Linked DNA regions of Mus musculus: all the other regions are linked to region 1. Evidence: chromatin contacts called from public HiChIP or PLAC-seq and promoter capture Hi-C data. All regions are on one chromosome and are shown on one strand. The core of a region is the stretch at or near the end of the contact, and the rest is flanking DNA. Distances in the headings are between cores, read along the strand shown.

Evidence for each region. Promoter capture Hi-C pulls out the DNA fragments that hold promoters and counts their contacts. HiChIP or PLAC-seq counts read pairs in DNA pulled down with a chosen protein or histone mark.
Region 2: a contact with region 1 is called in a promoter capture Hi-C map of the HPC-7 cell line. The contact joins the enhancer-like site here to the promoter of Zfp3 in region 1. A contact is called at or near these places in 13 of 39 promoter capture datasets (the HPC-7 cell line, cranial neural crest, embryonic stem cells and 9 more), 2 of 115 datasets of contacts at active chromatin or transcription factors (bone marrow-derived macrophages and embryonic basal ganglia) and 3 of 9 other capture datasets (adipose tissue, embryonic stem cells and liver).
Region 3: an H3K4me3 HiChIP or PLAC-seq map of bone marrow-derived macrophages shows a contact between it and region 1, with 3 times the contacts expected there. The contact joins the enhancer-like site here to the promoter of Zfp3 in region 1. A contact is called at or near these places in 21 of 39 promoter capture datasets (the 3T3-L1 cell line, 3T3-L1-derived adipocytes, the C10 cell line and 14 more), 5 of 115 datasets of contacts at active chromatin or transcription factors (bone marrow-derived macrophages, embryonic basal ganglia, embryonic forebrain and 2 more) and 2 of 9 other capture datasets (adipose tissue and liver).

Annotation. Positions count from the first base shown.
Region 1 is chr11:70,761,616-70,766,412 of GRCm38.p6, forward strand. It overlaps Zfp3 (zinc finger protein 3), which reads left to right and starts at 2,832. Exons shown (of 2, transcript NM_177565.3): 1 at 2,832-2,934.
Region 2 is chr11:70,372,405-70,377,201 of GRCm38.p6, forward strand. It overlaps a transcript of Alox15 not described here. Among named protein-coding and RNA genes, the nearest start is that of Alox15, 23 kb to the left of the region's middle. Within about 2 kb of position 2,082, at least 61 of the 459 cell types and tissues checked have an H3K27ac peak or open chromatin away from gene starts, as enhancers often do. A contact at or near this core is called in the HPC-7 cell line, adipose tissue, bone marrow-derived macrophages and 1 more, where this site is marked.
Region 3 is chr11:70,487,536-70,492,332 of GRCm38.p6, forward strand. No RefSeq gene overlaps it. Among named protein-coding and RNA genes, the nearest start is that of Tm4sf5, 15 kb to the right of the region's middle. Within about 2 kb of position 1,921, at least 50 of the 459 cell types and tissues checked have an H3K27ac peak or open chromatin away from gene starts, as enhancers often do. A contact at or near this core is called in adipose tissue, bone marrow-derived macrophages and microglia, where this site is marked.

The sequences.
Region 1 (4,797 bases), core at 1,582-4,081:
ATCCACATTTATTGTAGCAGTATTCACAGTGGATATTCACAGTAGCCAACATGTGGAACCAACCTATTGTGGTTTATGCAGCTGTAAAGAACAATGGAATTATGTAATTTGTAGGGAACTATATCAAACTGGATATGAACATATTGAGCAGGGGTTCTCAATCTTCCTAATGCTTCAGCAAATACAGAAGTGCATTGCCTCGTGTTGAGGCGACCCCAACCACAAAATTCTTTCCTTCCTTCCTTCCTTCCTTCCTTCCTTCCTTCCTTCCTTCCTTCCTTCCTTCCTTCCTCCTTTCCTTCCTTTCTTCCTCCCCCCCTCTCTTTCTATGTATATGAGTGCTCTGGTTTTCATGCACACCAGATCAAATGGCTAGAGACTGTTATAGTCGTGTGTGTGTGTGTGTGTGTGTGTGTGTGTGTGTGTGTGTGTGTGTATGACATAAATAACCCGTTTATTGCAGGCTAGGCAAGTCTCAGGTGGTAGGGCTTCTACTGGTCTTTCAGTTCCTTCAGTCTTCTGATGGCCGACCTCACTGTGACTGCAGAGGTGGTGTTGTAGGTCCAGGCCCCAATGGCCACTGTTTTCATGCAGGAACCCAGTGCCAGATGCCATGGTTTGTCTCATCTTGGTCTTGCCGCAGAAGGAGCAAGTGTACTTGGTGTGTTGGTTGATTTCAATTTTCTTTACCATTTTCTGGAGGGAGGCACCATAGCAGGTCCCGTATTTCCCAACGATCCCGACCTTTTGGTGCTTTTAGCCATGTCGCTGGACCTGAAGCCCAAGCTTGAAGAGCTATAATATTTTCAATAAAAAAATAATGTTGCTGCTTTCTGCCCATGGCAGAGGAAGTTTCAAAGCAACCTAATACTGGCTCTGTCCTGTGGTTAGAAATAACTCTTTTATGTGGCTCACCAATGAAAAACAGCAAATGGGGGCAGACATTTTTAAAAAGTACATTTTGAAGAGGAAAAACAAGAGTACCAGGATTGTGCCGAGAGAGATAAGGAGACTAAGGAGAGGCTTCAGGCACTGGGCAAGGCCCTTCCAGTGAGACTTCCGACTTGGGAGTGGAAAAGATCTAAGGGTTTCTTTCTGTCCCTATAAAGAAACAGCAAACGTGAAATTCTGCTGCAGATGTGACTTAAGCGGGCCACAGTCCAGCCCAAGCTGCCAGCTGACGTTGGCAGTGCCATCCGAGTGTCGCTAACTTTAAAGTCATGAAGAAGACACGAGTGAAGCTGTCATGGGATCTTCCTCTGTGGTTTCAGAGAGCTGCTGAGGCTGCTGTAAGGTAGAATAGTCCTGTGTGTAAGCCCTGAAACCCATTGTGTGAAGCCCGGACTGTGTAGGAACCCCATGTTGTTAGGGAGTGGGGTGGGGGTGGGAGGATAGAGAAGAGAACGAGGTACAGAGAGCTGCATCTTGTAGAAGCTGGAGGGGCAGAACAGTCCACGTCTTTCTTTATACCAGAAACAGAACTAGAGAAGTTGGTGTTTTCTTGCTCAGGTTTAGTTATTCCCTCCCTGTGCCCCCATCTCTCCCTTTGGGAATAGTCATGTGTATTCTGCACTGTTATATTTTGGAGCATCGGGATTACAGTTGCTCATGGGCTCTGGGGATTCGAACTCAGGTCCTTCCACTGCATGGCAAGTGCTTTAACTCCATGAGTCATCTCCCCAGCCCTTACCTCAGAACTAGTTACTCAAAACTAGTTACCCCCCCTGCCTTTTCTTCAAATGTCTTGTTTTTATTTCATTTATTTATTTTGTTTAACAGTACTAGGGGTTGAATTTAGGGCCTACCTAGCACATTCCAGGCAAGTGCTCGACCTCTAAGCCACACCCCCAGCCTCCTTTGCCTTTTCTCGGTTCAGATCTCCTTGTTTAGGTCTATTACAAAGACCATGGCTTCAGAAAAGACCTGATTCCTTACAAATGTTGCTTCAAACTGCACCACCTTCCCAGATAGCAACTGGAAGGAAGGACTGTTCAGTCTTATTTGTATCTAATGTTCACCTCTGGACCAGTCAGAAGGAAGGGGATAATGTGATTAGTCAAGCCAGGGCCACCACTGAGCATAATTAATTCAAGGCCAGTCCTAACTGCCTCAACCTCTCCCTCCCCCACACAGAGATCTACTTCACTGGGCTTGGTTGCTCACTTCAGCAGTTGGAAGGCTGAGGCAGGAGGATCACCACATTCATAGTCACATACGTGCTGTGCTAAAAGACCAAATTTATTCAAGAAGAGAGAAAGGCCAGCAAATAGTGCAGTTCCCATTGCCTGCGGAAAACGGAAATCACACTCAACCTTGAGTTTTTTGTCAAAGCATCACTCCCTGAAGCCTTCCTGACCTCAAAGCAGGCCTCCCCTCCCCCCTCGCTCCTAGAAGATGACAGGCGCACCCTAAATCTAGGAACCGGAGTTGACAGACTCTTGGAAAGCGGGAGGTGAGGCACAAACGCGGCTGCTCGACACGTCCCCGCGGGAAGCGTGGCGGAGTTTCGAGTTTTCCAGCCCACGGAAACGTCAGGGGCGCGCAGAGCGGCTGCTGCGGGGCGGAAGTGCATCCCCGGGGCCCGTCTAGGAAACCGGGAGGACCCTGCGCGTCAGTGGTCAAGGGACACAGTGGGTTTCGCGAGGTGCATGGGACATTCCAGCTAGCCGACCGGCCCTGTCCGACCGGGCGAAGATGGGGTGAATGTGGGCGAGAACGGCAGACGGGAAAGCTGAGACGGGCATGGGGGCGTGGGCTCGCTGGCCACCTGTTCCTCCCGCGAGTGCGGCTCGCGCGGATTGGCCGCAGTGCGCCCGGTACCGGAAGTGGCCGGCGTGGGTCGCCCGTGACACCAGACAACAGCTGCGGTTCTGTGCGCGCCGCGGTGCAGCGCCTCGGGCCCGGCGGAGGGAGCGTGGGCGGCATCCGCCAGCGGTGAGGCCTCTCTGGTTCCGTCGTGCCCGGGGGAGGAGGGCGCGGGGCTCCCGGCCTGGAGCTGGAGTTCTGACTGTAGGCCCGCCCCTGACTCGGGTTTGCTGTGTGACCTTGGACTTTATGGCATCGGGGGCTCCTACTCATTTGCACACGGAGAGGGTGGAGCCTGGGCACTGTCAGGGGCCCGATCCTAATTCTGCTTGCAGGCCTTGTCAGCCAGGGAAACTGGAGAAGCAGGCTCCGACACGGGCATGCCAAAGACCTATGCCTATTTTTCTTCTCTCTCTCTCTCTCTCTCATTTCATTCTCTAAGTATACTGCTAGAACGAATAGCAGGCAAAAATTGGGGGCCCCGTGGCATGTTGTGACCTGTGCTGGCAGGCAGGACATTGGCTTACTAAGGTTAAAGAAAGATGATAGAATTGGGACTAAAGAGAAGACACAGTAGTTCTTGCTGCTCTTCCAGAAGACCCTAGTTTGGTTCCCAGAACTCAAATCAGGCGCCTCGTATCATCTGTAACTCATGTGCACACACATCTATAACTCTGTAGCAACACACAACTACACATAGTTAAGAATAATAATAATAATCATAAATGAGACTGAATTGAGCACAGAATTGACAGAGTTCCCTTGATCCTGGATACCAAAGGAGGAAGATAAATAGTGTCTTGGGAGAAAGAACTTTTCTTGTTGTTGCCTTAGTTTGACTTTTTTTTTTTTTTTTGAGATAGGGTCTCCCTACATATCTCTGGCTAGTCTTGAACTCACTAGGTAGATCAGGTTGACTTAAGACTTTCAGAGATCCATCTGCTTCTGTCTTCCATGTGCTGATATTAAAGGTGTGGGTCATCGTGCTCGGCTAAGAACTTATTTTTATAAAACGTTGATACCAGTTATCTGTCAGACACTGCTCTGGTCTCTTTAGGGACAATGGTGAATGGAATCTTCAATTAACCTTTAAAACAACTGCAGACATTCACCCAGATAGCTCAGAAACCTCACTTAATGTTTTCCAGGTATCAGAAATGTGCTAAGCACTGAGGTTAACAAGATGAGTAGAATGTCATCCTTGGTCACATTGTAGAACAGTGGTGCTCAGCCTGTGAGGTGCAACCCCTCTGAGACTTGAATATCCCCTTTACAATATATACACTACCACTCGTAATGGCAAAATTATAATTATGAAGACGCAATGAAAATAATTTTATGGTCGGAGGTCACCACAACGTGTGTACTATGGGGTTGAAGTGGCACTAGGAAGGTTGAGAACCGCTGCCCTAGAGAAAAGCAAATGCATAATGCGGTGGCATGATGTCTGCATGAAGAAGTAACGCTTGTTGGGGCCTGCAGATCAGAAAGAGGATGGAGGGGACTGTCCATATCAGCTGCATCGCGAAGATGTTTGCTAAGTCCAGGAAGTGAGAATGATTTGTTTCCGAAGGCAGAGAAACTTTAAAGAATGGACAGTGTTTGGCCTGCAGGACACTGAGCACACCTGCAGCTGCCGGTTGTTGTTGAAGACTGTGAGGTAGGATGTGGGGAAAGGAAACGGCCACGATTAGGAGAGCTTTGTGAGCCGTAGGAAGTATTCATTCTGAAGGCCTCGAAAAGAGCAACAAACAGGAAGTAACATGGAAACTGTAGTTAAGGAAAGGTGAGAAGGGGGCGAGGGGAAAACTGGCTTCAGAGGACCAAGGACTCCTTCCTGCAGATGTTAGTGAGGACTTCCGGAGGAGGTGGGCCTTGTGCCAGATGAGTAATGGAATTTGGCTAATCCTGGCTCAATAATATGTAGTTTTCATTAGTCACTGCTCGTTAGTAAGGTGTGCTCGTCAGAACTTTCTGAATGAGGTTTCTGAG
Region 2 (4,797 bases), core at 832-3,331, 390 kb before region 1:
AAGTGAGAGATCCTATTTTATGTAAGTTTTCACATTTTCTAATCTAAGTATTTAATCTATAATTTTCCAACAAGCAGTGGTGTCCTGAAGCCAGCCTATCCTGTGCCATCTCATGAGAATCTGTTCTGTATGTCTCATCCCAGCATAGTGGTTGGTGATATCACACTGGTGCAGGAAACCAGCTCTCCATGGTGAAATCAGTTACCCCACAGGATGGAAACCACTGCTCACCAATGCTGGTTCTCCCTTACAGCTCCTAGCAGCTAGTGACTAAACACTTTGGCTGTACCCTAAAAAAAAAAAAAAAAAACTAGAGGTGTATTTTCATTTCCCTTCATTTAAAAATATTTCTCATTTCCAATTAGACTTCCTCTTTGAGCCTTGAGATAGAAATGTATTGCTTAATTTCCTAATATTTTGAAGAGTCTTCAGATATCTTTCTGCTGCTCATTTCTATTCTATCCCATTATGGTGAGAGACAGTTACTTCAGCTAACTATAATTTGTTAAGCATTACGGCTCAGAATAGACTGTTGGTGAGTTTTCCGTAGGCAGTTGCAGATCACACCACCCGCAGTTTGAGTGACCTGTGCTACAGTACTAATTAGACCAAGCTTTCTAGTGCTGCTCCGACTTGCTACATCCTTGTTGACCTCTGCCTACCACTCCTGACAGTGGGGAGGGCACTGGCAGTTTTCAAATGTTATTGTGGATCTGTCTGTCCCTCTGTCTATCTGTATCTCAGATTCTTTTCCCTTTTGTGTGTTTTGAGTCCTCCTTTGTAAACACATATGCACCTACAATTTCTGTAACTTTTTCTGGACTGGCCTTTTCTTTGCTGTCATGTCTGTACTCCTGTTAACACAGCTTCATGGCTAATAATTTGCCTAAATTTGATGTGGCCACTCCAGTTTTATTGGATAGTGTGTTAATGCTTAACTGTTTCAACTCTTTTTACATTCATTTACTGGTGTGAGTGCATGTGTCCATGTGCACGTGTATACCCCGGCAGGTAAACGTAATAAAGCCAGAAAAGAAGTATATTATTGAAACCAAAGACTAAGTAAATAAACCTCAGGCTGGGCAGAGGTGGCCCACTGCTTTAATCTCAGTACTTAGGAGGCAGAGACAGAGACAAGTGGATTTCTATGAGTTTGAGGCCAGCATGGTCTACAGAGCAAGGTCCAGGACAACCAAAGCTGCACAAAGAAACTCTCTCTTGAGAGAGAGAGAGAGAGAGAGAGAGAGAGAGAGAGAGAGAGAGAGAGAAAGAGAGAGAGAGAGAGAAGGGGGAGGAGGAGGAGGAGGAGGAGGAGGAGGAGGAGAAGAAGAAGAAGAAGAAGAAGAAGAAGAAGAAGAAGAAGAAGAAGAAGAAGAAGAAGAAGAAGAAGAAGAAGAAGAAGAAGAAGAAGACGACAAGGAGGAGGAGGAGGAGGAGGAAGAAGAGGAAGAAGAAAATAAGAGGAAGAGAAAGAAGAGGAAGAGGAAGAAAAGAGAACAAAGCTTCCAGTTACATATAGAAGAGTTATATGACACATGATTGTAGGTATGGTAGGAACTGCTTAAATGACTGTGGTCTTCGCTCTGGGAATGAAGAAGGCAGAAAGCAACTGAATGACATCTTTAATGCATTTAAAGAGCTGTGTGTCAATCTACACCAAAACATTTTCTTAGTAAATGCCAATCTCGCTTTAAGTGGGAAAAACTGAGAAAAGAACTTGAAGTTCTATTTACAGAGGAAAAAAAATAATTCAGGTACAAAAAATACTCTCCCTACTCCCTCCTTCCTGTCCTCTCCTCTTCCCTTGTTATGTAGTTCAGGCTGCCCTCAAACTTGTTATCCTCCTGCCTCTGCCTCAAGAGTACTGAGATTACAGGCGTGCATCATCACACCAAGTCCAAGGCATTTTTAGACGAAAGATAAATGAGAATTTTTGCCATCACACCTGTTTTATAAAAAGTGCTAAAGGAATTTTCTTGAGGCTGAAGGAAAATGCTACCTAAAGATGACACAGTCACAGAGACAAAGAACAGCAGAAGAGGAAGTGCCTGGGCACTGCACTGAGCTCTCTCTCTCAAGACAGTTAAAGTGTGCACTAGCAGTAGAAAGCAGAAGTCAGCACGTCGCCTGGTGAAGTTTTCAGTGTATTGCTAGGACAGAGAGGAGATTGCTCAGTGGTTAGGAACAGTGGGTTCTCTTCCAGATGACCCAGGATTGAGCAGTTCTCAACACCTCCCACATGGCAGCTCACAGCCATCTTTACCTCCAATTCCAAGAGATCCACTGCTCTCCTCTGGGCTCCTTGGCACCAGGCACACACATGGTGCACAGACATGTATATATGCAAACATTCATAAACACAGGATAAAACGAAAGGAAGCAAAGGGTGCTACATGGAGGTAATGCTTTACCATTTAAGTGAGAAAACCATTAATCCTAAGTGGACTATCTACCATAAATCCTGTGGCATTCTCTGAAAAACAGGCAGGAAAGGTTAAAAATGTAATATTAAAATACTTTAACTCTAATGCAGGCAGTGAAGCAGAAAATGAGAATAATAAACAGGCATGATAGAAGACCAGAATTCAAGCATGTTTATAGCTATGTTTTGAATCCAAGCTAATTTGGGAAGTTTCTGCCATTTTTCTTCAAACAAGCATCATGCACACACTTTGCTCTCTTGGGGGGACTTCAGCGACGTGGTTGTCAGACATTTTACCCTACCCCACGGACCACAGAACCACAGTTCATCACTTTCTAATTTATTTCTCCCTGTTTTCATCAGTGTGACTCTTTTCTCCTTGTTCTCTGGCTCCTTTGTCATCTCCATCTCCCGACCAAGTCATCCAGGAGAAATCCCATTCCAGACGCTGTCCTCTTTGCTCTAAACTCCCCGTTTAGTTCTTAGCAGAAGCTCTGCTGAGAGCATCTACCCATTATTTTTACCTCATAGGACACAGTTTAAGAGCTGCTTTTGTTTTGTCTAACAATGCTAGTTACCAAGCCACCTCACGACTGATTTCCGTTAATTGCTTTTTTCTTGAGAATAAGAACCATCTTCCAGATTCTTTTTATAACAAGTAATTTAAATCAGACCCTGAACATTTTGAAAGCTATAGTGAGAGATTCTCAACACCATCAAATTTTCTGGAGAATGTTGATTTTGTTTTTTGTTGTCTGGTCCCATGACCTAGTTCCTCCGAACTATAATACTCTCTCCTGGAGAGAGGAAGGAAGCTCATAAGAACTCAGGAAGTAAATGAAACCTAAAAAGCCCAGAAGTAAAGGAAATCTGCAGTTAGGAGCTCCCGAATGTTACAAGGTTCGTGAGGTCTCTCCCCAAAGCTTAAGAACTTACTGAACAACACTTGGAGAGTGACGACTCTTCAGTTGAGATGCCGACAAGGTGGTCAGAAAGCTGCATTTCTGAGTAGGCTGGAAGGCTCAGTGGGTATAGGTGCCAGTCCTGATGTAGAGTTTGATATATAGGACCCACGTGTTGAAAGAAGAAAACTGACTTCAATAACACTCACATGATTCATCCAGAGAAGAGATGACAGACAGACAGAGGCATGTCATTTCAAACTTTAAAAAGACCATGGTCTTTGTGAGTTGTCACCCTGCTGAGGTGCTTCTTGAAAACGCATCTGCCTTTTAGTTACCCACGTTCCCCAAGCTTGAGTGGAATGATTCATTTGGTTGGTGTACTGGTTCAGGGGATTAGATATTTATCCCCATTCTGTGGGGGGAAGCCACACAACAGTGAGATTCAAGGTCACCATCTATCTTGCTTTCTGTGGTTTCAGTGTCAAAACCTTTGCCTGAACTGCTGCAGATCTACTCTGCACACTCCTTTCTCGTGGTCTGGAACCAAGATTGCAGTAGGTGTCGTAATTCAGCCTTTCAAAGGCATCGGCTGCTGTGTGAATGTTCTCTGCATGCACAGCTCTGCGATTAGCCCCGGACTTGTAAAAACTCATGCACACAATTCAAGGTTCCTCTTTCCAGCTCTTTCCTGTTCTGGATTTCCCTACTCTTGCCAATTTACAGAGCTCCATTTTCTCCAGCCCTCTTGCTCAGTGCAGGGCACATCTCCAAGTTGTAGGCACTCTGCTACTTAGTCCTGCATAGCTGTGATGTCCTGGTGTGGAGTGGCGAGATAGAGGGAGATACTAGGTATTCTTCTACCCAAAAGATTTTCTTTTCCTGGTTCCTGGAGCCTGAAATGTAGGTTTCCACTTAAGACGGCAATTATCAGATGACCAAACTGGCCCCACATAGTGTCTTCTGTGACCAGGCTGTTTATTGTATTTTAAATATTTATTTTTAAGTTTAATTAACATAAACTTTATATTAAATGCCAATATGACAAGATGAATTTTTTTATAACAACCATAACAAATTTACAAGAAGTTAGGAAAAAGTTAATATTTACCACTTTAAAAATGAACTGTGTGGTAACGAGCAGAGTGAGAGACTTTGGAGAACCCAGTCCTAAGTGAACCGTCTTCATCAAACCCCGACTCAGAGTTCAGGGATCTATGCAGAAGAGGCAGAGGGTGAGATGCAGTAGAGGCAGAGGTGAAGGATGACTCCAATAGCACAGCATCTTCTAGACACAGGAAAAATGATACCACTGTGCACTCACAGACATACACTGGGGCATTTTGACTTTTTTTTTGTCTTATTGAGTTTTTGTTTGTTTTGATTTGGGGTTTGGGGGATTTTGTTTTCAAAAGAGAAAACTTGAGGGTGAGTGCACAGTGGTATAGGGGAGAATCTGGTAGCATAGTTGAG
Region 3 (4,797 bases), core at 671-3,170, 270 kb before region 1:
TTGCCATGGGTCTGAAGTACATAGGCTGTGCCCATGTTGACAATACCCATTCATTCCAGACGGCCTCCATTCCCCACACAAATATATAAGCAAGCTAAGTAAAACAACATACTATGCTCCCCTCTATTTAAGCAAAGAAGTTAGGCTTAGCCCTTTGTCCTCCCCTCAGATAATACTGATAATATTGGAGATTGTAGAAAAGGATTATTATTGTTCTAATCTATCCCTATGGTTCTAAGAAGGTTAGCCACTTATCACGAAATAAATTGTGTCTCAATTTTTTCTTTGTATATATATTGATGTCCTGACCCCCATTGCCTCAGAATATAACTACATGGAAATCAGTGCTTCAAATGTGACTAAACTAAAAACGAGTTTCTTAGGACAGCTGTTAATCTAATCTGGGTGAACTCAGATATAGCTGGGGAAAATTCGTGTGAAAACACATGGAAAAAGTCATCTTCAGTGCAGTAAAGAGGTCTCTGGGGAAGCCAACCCTGCCAATTCCTTGATTGAGGATTTCCAGCCCCTAGAAACGACTGGAAAACGACTTTCCATGCTGACACCACCCAACCCACAGTATACATAGCTATAACAGAACTAAACAAAGACACTTAATGATCAGAGTTTTAATCATCATTAGACCCAAGAAAAGTCCTCAGCCCAAAGCTGTTGCAGTTATTATTTAATTTCTGTCATAATACAATGTTTACATTTTATACCTTGGTAAAATTTATATGTCTAATCTTGGCATTCTTTTGTTCCTTGGTCTTACGACACCACAGTGGCCCTGTATAAGTTAACTTTTCTAAGAGATGGTGTTTTAGTACTTCATTCTTTTATTTATTCACATAATTCTTCGTTCACTAATTAGTATAAGCCCCAGTATAGGGCAGTGATAACACCACCAATCTAACTCTATTGCTGTATCTTATTCTCCCCCAGGGTCATACCATATGCAGCTCCCAGTCTTATATGTCATGTAATTGCCTGAGGGTATTGTAAGAAGAGGCTCTTAGCCTGGTCTGCTGCCAACTCCTCTAGCCCCCTGAATCTTGTTTACCTTTTTAAGTTTACTTTGTTCTAATTATCTTGTTCCTAAATACAGGGACAGATCAAGAGTATCTTGGAGTCAGAGCTTCATAGAGACCTCTAGCATCTTTATTTGAGTCACAACATCCAGGGTGTAAGGAAGACCTTCAAGTAGGCTAGAGAAGGCTATCTCCCTAAAAGCGGGAGGGGTAGTATGCTCAGGACTTTCTTGAGAAAGCTTAGAAGTGGTACCTCTGGGAGAAGGCAAAAATGACTCCTAAGAGATTTCCATCAATCCAATATCCCCAAGCTGTACAAATATTAAAAGCCTCCCAAAACATGGAACCTGTGGAGATCAAGATCAAAAGTGGACGACCACACAACCGCGATTGTATCACTTGGCTCAGCTTCGGGGAATCTTTGTCAAGCAGCTGTGTTGGCTTTATGACTTTTGCTGTTTCCATTAGACATGGCTGTGCCAGGCTAGTGATGACTGTCAATGACAATACACACGGTGTCACACTCCCTTGTTCAGGTTCCTGCCTTTCTAGCCTCCCCTGAAATTAATAGCTACTAAGTCTAAGGAGCTAGGTCATCTTGGGGAGATAAGGAAGGAGACCAGCAGTTGAGGAGTTCTTGTCCTTAGGGACCTTGTTTCTGGCATTGGACCCAAGATGAGTCCTAGTTGTGGGTCACTCTGTACCTCATTGCTTAAGCTCTGTGGGTGCCCAGTGCCTCGCCTCACCCCTGCTGCGCTGGCCCCTTCTCTTGGAAAATGACACCCACTCCTTCATGCTTGGACTCTCTCCCAGAACCATCTTGAGTCTTGCCTGTGTTGTAGCCAAGCGTGTCTCTTCCTAGTATCAGTTCAGGGGGACAGTGAGCTCTACTTCCTCTGGCTCCAAAACTCTCAGTTATAAAAGGAAAGAAGACATACTAAGAGGCCATGTGTTCAGGGTTTCCCCTGAAAACCTGAATTTGGATCTTCTTTACCATCTGAGGGTTGCTCCTAGCATTTTGGAAGCTGAGACAAGAAGATCTGGAGTTTAAGGCCAGACTGGGTTACATAGCCAGACTCTGGCACCGGATTCAATCCCAACACCAATACATACATAAATAAGAAAGTTCACATGCCTTCCCTACAGAAAGCCCTTACAAGGCCCAACGTGATCTACAAAGTCCAACACTTACTGGCCTCTCTGACATCATCTTGGGCCTTTCTTCCTTTTTTGATAGAAATCAAAGTATCCCAGTTTCTTCAACGGTCAGTAACTTTTGGTTCCTTATTGCGTTCTGACGGAGTCGGCTTGTTCCTTCAAACCAGAGTGTGTGGTCTGCCTCCGTCTCATCCTGTGACTTCCCCCTCCAGAGTTCCCCTCTTGGAGCAGAGCTGACAGATTTTTGTGGTCAAGGGCACAGACTGTCTGAGTATGAATCCAGGGCACTTCTAGTTTTTTTTTAAAATATTTTTATTAGGTATTTTCCTCATTTACTCTAGTTTCTTTATTGGAAAAAAAGATGATGATGATGATGATAATTCCAATATCCCGATTATGAAAACTATAGGAGTTAATGTACTCTGGATGGAACCTGGCATGCAGGATCACCATTATTATGTTAGTTGTAGAAAATATTTCATCTCAATCAGGGGCTTCTCCCCTGCCTTTGATCATTCAGTTCCCTGACAAAAGACATACAACTTTTATATTTGTAATAAGCCTTAATCAGCACTAGAGCTGGGCAGATATCTACCGTCTATGCTATTAGAGTTTATTTCCCCATCATTAACCCCATTTAATATTTGCCATGTTCCATCTGGGCAGCTCTTAACTCCAATTGGCCAGCCCATGTGGACATGTTTTTATGACTCACTCACCCCATGGCAGCTTCCTTCTCCCTCCCCCTTCTCTCTTCTCAAGGTCACCCTCAGGCCCAGGAACCCAAGAATCCCACCTATCTCTCTTCTGTCCCACTCATGACTGTAGGTATCTTCATTCACCAATCAGTGATAACTTGGGGGTGGGGGGCAAGGTTACATGGCATTACTTGGGTTGTAACTTGGATAGGTGCAGACTCTCTCTTCCCTGGGGACACCCAGGCTTGGGGGCCAGTATTTAGCATTACAATACACGCGAAGACCAAAACTCAACGAGTTGTTATTGTTATTACATCTTGTGGGCATATTACAAGTATCTGTAAGGCCCAGGACAGCAGCATAAATGGATGCCTGAATGTAAGAGGTGGTTCCCAGCCCTGCCCACATTCACACACTTTGCCTGCTTTCCTGGGATTTTCCTCACGTATCAGAGGCTGAAGGAGCCAATCTCATCCCTAGATCAAGACTGATACCTTTGCCCACAGGTAGCCTAGATCTGCAGAGGCAGAGTGGATGGAAGTTGGCTCTGGACCCAGATTCCTATATAGTTGTCCACACAAACACACACACACACACACACACACACACACACACACACACCTGCAGTCCCTCAGATTCACACCCACTTCAACTCACACATTTCTCTCCCATAATCCCCGCTGGCGTTGTTGGTTGTGGGACCTTCGTGGAAAGTTTGGGTATGATGATCTTTGTGGTTTTGGCGTTTGCTGCTGTTTTATAGCCTGAGTGTATCACCTGGGAGCCTGACAGATGTTCAGACTGTACCATATCAACTCTACAGAATGAGAGTCTGACTGGACTCCCCATAGGATGGGGCGTCCTCAGAAGCAGTGTCACTCACCCAGCAGTGATCAAACTCACTCCATGAGTTCACAGATGTATCTACCCAGTGTCTGGAAAACACTTGGGTCCTAGAAATTTTCCACAGCCTCTGGCTCTTACAGTCTTGGTGCATCAACATAGACTCCAGTGCCTTGAGAGGAGGTGTGTGATACAGATGTCCCATTTAGAGCTGAGCCTTCCAAAGTCTCATATTCTCTACAAGCGGTCCCTCGTGTGTGTGTGTCTGTCTGTCTGTCTGTCATCAGAGGACAATCTTGGGTGTTTTCTTGTTTAAAGGAGCTCTATCAGACTGTCTTGTGAATTCCTGGAGACTCCTCTGTTTCCACCTGTAGATGTATAAGGATTACAGACAGGTGTGCTGTGATCACAGATGTATGCTACTACATCCAGCTTTATATGGGCTCTTCAGATCCAAACCCCAGTCCTCACATTGTGGCAGGCGCCTTGTATCCATTTAGTCCTCCCCCCAGAACCAAGTCTGATGATTCATCGATCACTTTTTAACAATTGATGATTTGGGGTTTGATGATTTGGGATTTTTATTATTTTATGTGTGTGCGATGGGTATGTTTGTGTGTGAGGGTGTACATGTATGTACATGCTGCATGTGTAGAAGGCAGAGTATAACTTACAAGTAGGTTCTCTCCTTCTACCATGGATTCCAGGTATCGAACTCGAGGTCTTTGTGTGGCAAGCACTTTTTTTTTAAAGTCTTATTTATTTTATTTATTATATGTAAGTACACTGTAGCTGGCTTCAGACACTCCCTCCAAAAGAGGGCGCCAGATCTCCTTTCAGATGGTTGTGAGCCACCATGTGGTTGCTGGGATTTGAACTCAGGACCTTTGGAAGAGTAGTCAGTGCTCTTAACCACTGAGCCATCTCTCATGGCAAGCACTTTTATCCAAAGAACCATCTCACTGTCTAATGACTGTGAGTCTCTATGGAACATTCTTTTTTTCTTTTTCTTTTGTTTTCCTAAATCATTCTCCTAGATGCTGTCAAGGGCTGTCCTAGTTAGGTTT